2 separate regions of the Sus scrofa genome follow, and region 1 is linked to region 2. The links are chromatin contacts, called in public HiChIP or PLAC-seq maps. All regions are on one chromosome and are shown on one strand. Each heading gives the region's core, a stretch centred on a gene start, on an enhancer-like site or on the middle of the called end of the contact. The rest is flanking DNA. Distances are from core to core; before and after follow the strand shown.

Region 1 (5,419 bases), core at 2,838-5,337, 570 kb after region 2:
CCCCTTTCTCTTCGAAGCTCTAATAACTGCGTTCCCAGTAAATATTTATTAAATGAAGGCATGAATAATACACACATAGCTAACTATTGATTATATTGATGGAAGAAAGTAGGGGTATAATTAATTCAGAAACAGTAGGAATTTGAAAGTATGTACAGTGAGCTTTGTGACAGACATGCTCACATCACTACCTCTACCCCCCCTCTCTGAAAGGGCATCAGAACAGTGGTTTTTAAACTTCTCTCAGAGCTCCTTTAAATTCTTAAAACATTATTAAGGACCCCAAAGAACTTTTTTATATGTGGGATATATCTACAAACATTAACTGCAGTAGAAATAAAACTGAGAAAAATCTAAAATATTTATTCACTTAAATATAATAATGAACGCATTACATGTTAACACAAAATATTTCATGAGAAACAACTCCCTTCCAAATCAAAAGAAAATGTGTGAAGAAGTAGCATTATTTTCTATTTCTGCAAATCTTTTTTACTGTCTGGCTTAAAAGAAAACAGATGCTTCTTAAGTCAATCTCATGTTATATGTTGTTTTAGTTGAAGCACATGAAAAAAAAAAAAGCCTCAAAGAGATATGCACTTGGAAAAGAAAGTAGTATTTTAATGCCCTTTACAGAAAATTGTATATAATCTTCTTTGATACTACACTAAAACAAGGGATAGTTTCTTAAAGATGGTTAAAAAGGCAGACTCAAACACTATAACAAAGAACTTTCTGAGTGTGTTGCATTAAGATGCATTAGTCTATTTGTACTTTTAATGACTCTTTTCACTCATGCATAGGTCATTTGAAAGATACTGGTTCACTGAGCTGTAAACATCTTCCAAATGTTGACACATTGCATCATACAGTATCCAAAAAAAATCCCACATTCATTAATATCATCATCAATCTCATCACAAAAGTCTTTAATTATTGGGAAGCTGTCAAACTCATGGTGCCAAAACCAGTTTTTTAAAATTCTAATTTTTGCTTGTGAGTTCCAATTTTATCATTGGCAACCCACACTGGTGGTTGTCTTCTTTGAAGTGACAAGCTCGCTTCATTAATTTTCAAGAAAATGTCTGCCAAGTCTAAATAACTACAGATTGTCACTCATTCTTTCATGGAAAAAATGGTATCCTATCAAAAAAAGTGGCTAGTTCAGCTCAAAATTCAATCACATACAAAATCACTATAATTCAGCACGCAGTGGAAGTGTTTTGCACATGAACTTCGCTTCCTCACACAAAATTTTAGAAAGGCATGGATTGAAGGGTCAAGATTTATCACAACTCATCGTTTTTACTGTTTCATCAAAGATTTTAAGCAAAATGCCTTTTCTTCCCTTATAGCAAGTGTGTTATGTGGAAAACACAGTGATTACCAGTATAGCTTGGTGCCACTGCCCTGATTTTTGCTAAGGCACCAGCAGTTTTACCCCAACTTTGCTTTTACAACACTGGTGCAAATGTCCACATGGTGAAAATGGCATACGATGTCTCATTCTTAAAAATGGTTTAGACCCCATGGAACCTCTGTGGTCTGTGAAGTGCACTGTGACAACCTCTGCATTGGTGTGATCCAAGGAAGAAAACTGAAGAAACTCTATACAGGAGACATTTCACTCATTCCTAACTGAGAACCTGAGTTTAAAGTGGTTGACATCTGTTTTTCCTTTTCAGTATTTATCAATGTCAGGTCTGCCATAGAGAGAGGAAAGCACGCCTCTAGACAAGGGTCACTCAAGGATTCCGATTTCAGCTCCTCCACACTATGAGCTGTCTGATCCTGAATAAGTTTTGCAGGATCTCTGAGTCTCAGTTTCCTCATCTCTAAAACAGAGACTATGTACCTCATACACAGCTATAGTCACAATTGGACAGTCTCCATAATACAATGACAAGCTGCGTGTGATAGAGTGAACTGGATTCTGAATGACTGAGAATCCAAAATATGGGTAATGTCCAAACTTGAAAAACAGTGGCAACACTGACTTTATTTTTTCTAACCTGTGGAGGGACCAAATCATAATAGATGCTCATAAAAATCTCATCCTTTTAACATCGTACAATTTTGATAAAGTGTCAGAAACCACTTCGAAAGAATCCAGAATAAGGAGAAAAAGGTAGATATACAAAGAAAATAAAAGAACTAAGACAACTGTCATTCATCACATTCCCCAGAGGGTTTGACTCAGTCCTGAAACCCTAACTGAGAAAAGCTGCTACAGTATCACAAGGTGTCTGAGACCCCACAATTCATCCTGGAATCATCTCAGTCAGCACTTACTAAAAGATTGCCACTGAGGAGTTAGTTCCCATTGGGGCGCAGTGGTTAACGAATCCGACTAGGAACCATGAGGTTGCGGGTTCGATCCCTGGCCTTGCTCAGTGGGTTGAGGATCCGGTGTTGCTGTGAGCTGTGGTGTGGGTCGCAGATGTGGCTCGGATCCCTTGTTGCTATGGCTCTGGTGTAGGCCGGTGGCTACAGCTCCGATTTGACCCCTAGCCTGGGAACTTCCACATGCCGCGGAAGCAGCTCAAGAAAAGGCAAAAAGACAAAATAAATAAGCAAAAAATAAAATGGTGGTCTATATGGCATGTTGTTTCCTCCTTAGAACTGCAGATTTAACCATTTTTCTTTTAATCTCATTAGAGCATCAGAATTTCATCATTTGTTCAAATACATACTGGGCCATCACAAGCAAGACATTGTGCTGTCTGTCCTCTAATAAGGAAGATTTTTTTTTTTCCTCTGCTAATTTCTAGGTGATTGCTACTGAAAAGGCTCTATTCTAAGCGCTTTGCGTATAAAAACCCATTTATTCCTCAAAGCAGTCCTAGCAGGATATTGCCATTTTGTAAATGAGGAAACTGAGGCCCATTTAAAGAATAAACAAATGTTAAATGCTCAAGATATTCATCAGTATTTGTGACAGCATTTACCCTCCTTTGTAGCAGGTACCTTTTCCCAACTATCCTTCTATCTCTCCTAAAGCAGCATTCTCTCATCCCTTGTGGGCCCGTCTGTATTTATATTGGGCACATGAGTCATTTTAAATCTCTTTACCTTCTGTTTACTCTCATTTCTCCTGTTAGCACAACTCTTATTTCTTTGTCTTGGACAAAGCTGCTTTTTACAAAGTCCATCAAGCATGTGCAATTCATCAAGCAGGAAAATGCTTTATTAAGTGATTTTATTTCTCTTACCTGGCCTTAGCATTTTAAATGTATTAGGGATCACAACTATGTAAGAGAGAGAGAATACATGTGCATGAACACACACGGTTTTTCTCTTTCGTTCTGAGAAGAACACTAGGCAAGGAGCTGGGAGGCTTGATTTCTACATCTGCTTCTGCAATAGTTTTCACTTAGACTTAGTCACATGATAAATCTAGGTGTCAATATTTCCACAAGTGAAGTGTGCAAACTTGTCTTGGATGTTCTTTAAAGATCCTTCCAAATCTAAAATTTTATGATTTGTGTTGAATGCAAAAATACTTGGGTTATGTCAAAGCCACTCAAAAACAAGGCTGTAAGGGTGGTATTACTGACATTGACACCTGAGTAGAAGATTCATTAGGACACATGGACAAAGCAGAGGCTAGTGAGGCCACTTGGCCCTTTACTACCTCTTCTAAGATACATAAATCCAGCACATTAGCAAGTGAGATAGAAAACCTAAAACAGTATCAATTAACTAAATGACTTGGTGACAGGTTTTTCCAATTGGCAACAGAAATGCATAAATAGCTAGTAATACCATGGGGAGAGAGTTCCCCATAGGTCTTTAGTGTTTCTGCACATCTTGAAAGCAGAGGTTTTAGCAGCCTTGTCCTCTGGACTAGTTTTTCATGGATTTCTGGAGAGTGAATAGACATGGAAAGGAGAAAGAGTGACTCCCTTTAGAACCAACAGCAGGTTGCTGCTGTCAAATATATTAAAGATGTCTCTGTCCAAAACAAAGTCTGGGCAGGGTTGCTTGAAGCCTGCTATGAAAGATGGGATTTCCTAAGCTGAGGGTTCTCTCCTGTAATGTAACCCATTGCATGCGCAGATACTACCTGACCCTTGTCACGCTTCTCTGGGCATGGGGAGCCACGCAAGAAAATGATGAAACCCTGGCACACACCATGGTGAGCAATAAACTGTCATTTGTCTCTGACACGGAAATCTTCTTCTTCTTTTTTTTTTTTTTTTTTTTTTTTTTTTTTGCTTTTTTTAGGGCCGCACCCATGGCATATGAAGGTTCCCAGGCTAGAGGTCAAATCGGAGCTACAGCTGCCAACCTACACCACAGCCACAGCAATGCCAGATCCGAGCCACGTCTGCAACCTACACAACAGCTCATGGGAACACTGGATCTTTAACCCACTAGGCGAGGCCAGGGATCGAACCCACGACCTCACGGTTCCTAGTCGGATTCTTTTCCACTGCGCCATGATGGTAACTCCTGGCCTAGGAATCTTGAGTCTGGACCAGGGTCCACAAATTTGTGACAGGCTAATTTGTCAGCTTGAAAGCAGGGTAAAAATCTCCGCTCATTCACAATAGTAAATTATTTTAATGTTTAATTTCCCACATGGCAATTCTGTCCAGAAAGGTCTTTACTTATAAGAAATCAAAATTCAGATAAATGTCAATTAAAAATTGACATATCGAATGTGTCAACAGTCTAAATGGAAATTAAACTACAAAGTTTTCACATGTCCCATCAAGTCTAACAAAACCCTTTACTGTATAATAACAGCAATCTCTAAATATAAATTTTCTATTGGAAACTTACAAATTTTCAACTGGGAGCTGTCTAAATGTTTTCTCAACATAGTGTCCAAAGAAAGGACTAAACTGAAAAAGAAAACTATGTCAGGCTTTCCTGAAAAAAAATGTAGTTATGTTCAAAGCGCCACTAGCTGTAGGAAGTACAGAAAGCAAGATTTTTAAGGCAAAATATTCCTTTTTCCTTTCCTGGCTACTGCTATGCCAAGAGCAAACAAGGATCAACAAAGACCAAAGCAGTGGAAAAACTGGAGTTTCTTTATTGCCCAGGCACTGGGCAAGAACAAGTTAATTCTGTCTTTTAAAAAATAAATCACATAAGTTTAAAAGAAATGCTTATACTGCAAAAACCATCGCTTAGACCTCCTACCAATCCAAAATAAAACATTATCATTAAAACCCATCTATATTCAATGAGGTTTTCATTGAGGGAAATACTTGTGAAATACAGGCAATTTGATGATCCTTCAGGCAAGGAATCAGAATGGAGGGATATTAACAGAAAGCAAGAAACTTTTTGTAGAGGTGTTCTCTAGATTTATTTTTAAATTAAAATTATTTCCAAAATGTTATAACAAAATAGAGCCGTGAAAGACTGCATAATCCATTGTTAACTCCGACAACACTACAACGAAATT
Region 2 (4,871 bases), core at 545-3,044:
TCTGAGCACCTGTGTCCCCCGGGTAAGACTGTCTCTTATTCAGCTTTTCCAGAAAATTAAATCTTTTGCCTGCAGGCAAGGACTGAAGGATGGTTGCATGGCTCTGTGGGGTGAAGGAGGGAACTTGGGGAGCCCCATATCCAGACTTTCACGCACTTCTGCTGTTTCCTCCCAACATCTGAACCCTGCCCTTTGTGGTACCTGGTACCCCCAAACCTGAGCTCCCCAGAGGTCTGCAGGCTTATCAATACCCTTCTCTGCTAAGTTGCCTGCTACCCCTGCATTCACTTTTGTCCTCCCTAAGTGTGTTGAAATTTCTTTCCCAGTTCTCTGTGCTTTCGTGGGTTTAGAACTTTTTAAATCAGTGTGTGAGGGGGAGTTGAAATAAGTGCATGTGTCAATCCACCGTGTCGAGTCAGAGGTCTAATTTGGTTGGATTTGAATCATCAGAGAAAAAGAGAGAGCCTTGTAGGAGACACCAAGATTGAAGTGCTTGTTGGGAGCAGAAGTGGGAGCAGATGTTTGTATCTGGAAGTAAAGGGATGAAGTGGTCTGTCCTCTGAGTCCAGACAGGGGGATTGGCATGTGGCTGAGACCTAGACATGTTGTCATGGGGCTTAGGCTATGAAAGGGGCAGCAGAAAAAAAGCGGGGGAGTTCCCATTGTGGCACAGTGGGAAAGAATCTGACTAGTATCCATGAGGATGTGGGTTCCATCCCTGACATTGCTCAGTGGGTTAAGGATCCAGCGTTGCTGTGAGCTGCGGTGTAGGTCGCAGATGCCGCTCCGATCTGGCATTGCTGTGGCTGTGGTGTAGGTGGGCAGCTGATTTGACCCCTAGCCTGGGAACTTCCATGTGCCATAGGTGCGGCCCTAAAAAGCCAAAAGAAAAAAGAGAGAGAGAGAGAAAGGGGCAACAGGTTGTACCTGAATGCCAGTGAAGAGGTTCTTTTCTTTCTTATTGTTGAAAGAACTCCAAGAGAGGATATGCACACTCTAGACAGACAGACAGACACACACACACACACACACACACACACACACACACACTAGCTGTCTGAGAAGCCTGGGGTAATCTACTTGGATTCAGACCTTATAGAGACATTCACTCTCACACGAGAACCAAAAGCCACCAGGGCCAGTGCAGTCCAGGACCCAAGGGTAAGCTCCATTGGCCAGCTAGTTAGGATCCTAGTCACACACCCTGCCTAGCTGTGCATATGACCCTTCCTGGTGGGAAAGACTTTTACCCAGCAAGTAGCCACCACAATCCTTAAATCAGGATTCTTGCTCAGTGCCACACCTTTGACAGGGCTGGACACATGGTCAGAGCTCATAGAATGGTTCTTAAGATGTCAGAGCAGATGTGGGAGCCAGCTGTGTGCAAAGGGCAGGGCAACACAACCTATTGCAGTTACCCCTGCAGGTCACCAGGTCATGGCTGGCCCCTCTCCTGTGGAGTTGCCTGAGCTTCTCCCCTTTGGCTACGAAATAGGGACCACTGGGGGTGGCAGACTTGCTCTGGAAGCCCACATATAACGTACAGACTGTCCTTGTCTTTTGCCAATTCGCATTTCAACAGGCCACGCAGTCTGCAGTTCCTGAAAACCATTTGTGTAGAACTTCTGGTCACTTTAAGCTCCTTACTTGGGAGTTCCTGCTCATTTCTGGAAATGCCGAAATGAGCAAGGCTTCCCCTTAAGGGCAGCTGGGGCAGGGTTTCTGGCATCACCCCTTGCACCCGAGTGATAGAGGGAAGTGCCCCCAGAGAGCCAGCTGGGGCTGGCAGAATTCTGGTCTCTGTGCAGTTCTGCCAGCTGCTCCTCATCTGAGGGACTCAGTGCCCTGAAGGGCAGGACCTCTGGGGACATCCCATTACCTGGAAATGTTCCATTTCCAGCCGATTGCTGGCAAGGGGGCGTCCTATTGACATGCTGTCACCTTGGGCTGCCATGTGCAGGATAACACTGGGGCTGGGGGCTGGGGGTGGGACAGAAAGGGTCTCATAAGAGTAAGCTCGGGAGTAGGGCACACCAAGGATGGCTACTGAGACCAGCTGGAGAGAGTGTGGGCCATTTGACTGCCTTACCCGTAGTGCCCAGTGTGAGGACCGGCTGGCATCACGCTGTGGAGCAAAGAGTTGAAATCTCTGCCCGAACATCCATCTTGGAGACCACTCACCATCCTAACCCATGAGGAAAGCATTCTCAACACCTCGTGCTCAATGAGGAGACCAAGTCCGTCCCCCCACCGCCACCCCTGCCGCCCCCACTGCCGCGGGCAGAGGGCTGCACCCAGGGGCATGCAGCGAATCCAGCCACAGATCCAGGGTGCAGGATCTATAGGTCATTGCGCTCATACCACTGCCCTTTTATTTTTGATGGATTCTAACCACGGGTCCTTGTATGAGGCTCATAGGACATCTGTTTCATAACGTACTCTAGAATTTTGCTAGGGATCAGCATCAGTTAGGTGTCTTTGGAAAGACTTCATCATTGAAGTGTCTGCACATTAAACGTTCTATAGAAAGGAAGTTAGGAAAAAAGAAGAAAGGAAAGGAAATCACAGTCAGAACTGACTCTCCACCCCACCCCGCACACGAACCAGAGAGCCGAGGCTGTGTAAGCTGCTAACAGTGGTCTTGACCCCCAGCCCGCAAGTGAGGATCTCTGTGAGGCACAGCCCCATGGGGTCTGAGGCACAGACCGAGAGCCACATAGAAGGACACAGTGAATATTGCAGAGAAGGATTTGCTGCTGAGTCCTGTGGACATTCCATGTCAGCAGGGGCATCTTGACCTCTTGATGGTCTCTGTGGTTTTTTTTTTTTTGGTTGTTTGTTTGTTTGTTTTAGGGCCACATGTGGCGTATGGAAGTTCCTAGGCTAGGGGTCTAATCGGAGCTGCAGCTGCTGACCTACACCACAGCCACAGCAACATGATATCCCAGCCGTGTCTGCACTTTGTGACCTACATCACAGCTCACGGCAACGCTGGATCCTTAATGCACTGAACGAGGCTAGGGATCAAACCTGCCACCTCATGGATACAAGTCAGATTCGTTACCACTGAGCCATGATGGGAACTCTCTGTTCTCTGTTCTAAGTGCTGTGCTATTGGGCAGGCCTGTGAGGCCCATTTTCAACTGGAAAGATGGCTTTTTGGGAAGTGTATGTGGACCAGCCCCACCACTCTCCAGCATGGCCACTTGGTGCAAATTAGAAGGTGGTATTCCTTCCTCTACCCATGTGACAGCCTGTGCCTGAAATTACCAAAAATGCCTCAGATCGATGCCGGCTGAGAGGACCACCTCCCGGAGTTGTGTGATGCCTGTGTAAGTGGCAGCTGTTCCTCGTCTTAAGCCAGTTTCACACCCAGGAGCTTGGATTGAATACCTAGACCACCATGCCATGGAGAGCCAGGCTTTGAGTTTTGAACATCTCCGGCTAAAGGGAACCTCCCTTGGCAAGACCCATCAAAAAGCAAAGAAGGCGAGGTGACCTATTTCTTCAAGAGGAAGGAGACGTATCCATCGAGCGTTCTAGAAGGCGATAGTGTTCGTCCTGAAAGGAGCCTTCCAGTCATCTAGTCCAACTCCTTTTGTTTTGCACTTGGGGAAGTTGAGGCCCAGACAGACATCACTGCTCTGAGCACAGGGCCCTCCATCTGCCTAGTACAGAGGAAACGAGCTGGATTCTAGAGGCTGTTGCAAGTTAAGAGTCTCCATACCTGAGAGACAGTCCTGCAGACCAGGAGGGGCTGTATGCAGAGGTGATTTGCAAAGAAGAAAATTTGCTACCAGGTTCCCCATATTCTTCCAAGCCTTGAGGGCGACCCTAGTGGAACAGTTAGTTCACCTGCTCTAGCCGTAGGTCAGCCACTCAGCACAAAGATCTACTTAGGGATATATTAGTGAGATTTGCTCATGTGTGTCAGTAGTATGCAATTCCTTAAAAAAATTCATTTCAGGAGTTCCCGTCGTGGCACAGTGGTTAACGAATCCGACTAGGAACCTTGAGGTTGCGGGTTCGGTCCCTGCCCTTGCTCAGTGGGTTAACGATCCGGCATTGCCGTGAGCTGTGGTGTAGGTTGCAGACGCGGCTCGGATCCCGCGTTGCTATGGCTCTGGCGTAGGCCGGTGGCTACAGCCCCGATTCAACCCCTAGCCTGGGAACCTCCATATGCTGCGGGAGCGGCCCAAGAAATAGCAACAACAGCAACAACAACAACAAAAAAGACAAAAAAAAAAAAATTTCATTTCAAAGACCCTCAAAGTTGGTCATAAGAACCAGACATTCTGGGAGTTCCTGTTGTGGCTCAGTGGGTTAAGAACCCGACTAGTATCCATGAGGATGATGGTTTGATCCCTGGCCTCAATCAGTAGGTCAAGGATCCAGAGTTGCCACAAGCTGCGGCATAGGTCTTGGATGTGGCTTGAATCTGGTGTTACTGTGGCTGTGGCGTAGGCCGGTGGCTACGAGTATAATTCAACCCCTAGCCTGGGAACCTTCATATGCCATGGGTGTGGCTATAAAAAGAAAAAAAGAAGAAAAAGCATTCTGACAACAGAATCTTCATAGTCCTGGCACCCATCCACCCCACCCAGCCCAGCCAGGGCACAGTGACTGGTCAGGGTCTGTTCACATGAGGGGCAGCTGTCCCTCTTCACCCATCCCAATGCTCACACACACACACACACACACACAAAGTATTCTCGACATGCTAAAAATGTTGGGAACAATTCATTCCAGTACTTGACCTTTAGGGCAGCTCAGTGGCCTCTGGATCATTATTTTGCTTCAAAGTGTACCCTTCAGGGTCAAAGTAGAAACATTTGCTTGGCAAGAAAAGAGAAGATGTTCCTTTATGTGGC

What was found. HiChIP or PLAC-seq counts read pairs in DNA pulled down with a chosen protein or histone mark.
Region 1: a contact with region 2 is called in an H3K27ac HiChIP or PLAC-seq map of alveolar macrophages. The contact joins two enhancer-like sites. A contact is called at or near these places in 7 of 47 Hi-C or Micro-C datasets (embryonic fibroblasts, epiblast stem cells, fetal liver and 4 more) and 2 of 2 datasets of contacts at active chromatin or transcription factors (alveolar macrophages and skeletal muscle).

Annotation. Positions count from the first base shown.
Region 1 is chr1:98,846,479-98,851,897 of Sscrofa11.1, forward strand. All of the region lies in intron 13 of DYM (dymeclin), which reads right to left. Among named protein-coding and RNA genes, the nearest start is that of DYM, 180 kb to the right of the region's middle. Within about 2 kb of position 4,088, at least 2 of the 83 cell types and tissues checked have an H3K27ac peak or open chromatin away from gene starts, as enhancers often do. A contact at or near this core is called in alveolar macrophages, where this site is marked.
Region 2 is chr1:98,280,642-98,285,512 of Sscrofa11.1, forward strand. The region is part of intron 6 of CTIF (CBP80/20-dependent translation initiation factor); the gene reads left to right. Among named protein-coding and RNA genes, the nearest start is that of TRNAD-GUC, 55 kb to the left of the region's middle. Within about 2 kb of position 1,795, at least 2 of the 83 cell types and tissues checked have an H3K27ac peak or open chromatin away from gene starts, as enhancers often do. A contact at or near this core is called in alveolar macrophages, where this site is marked.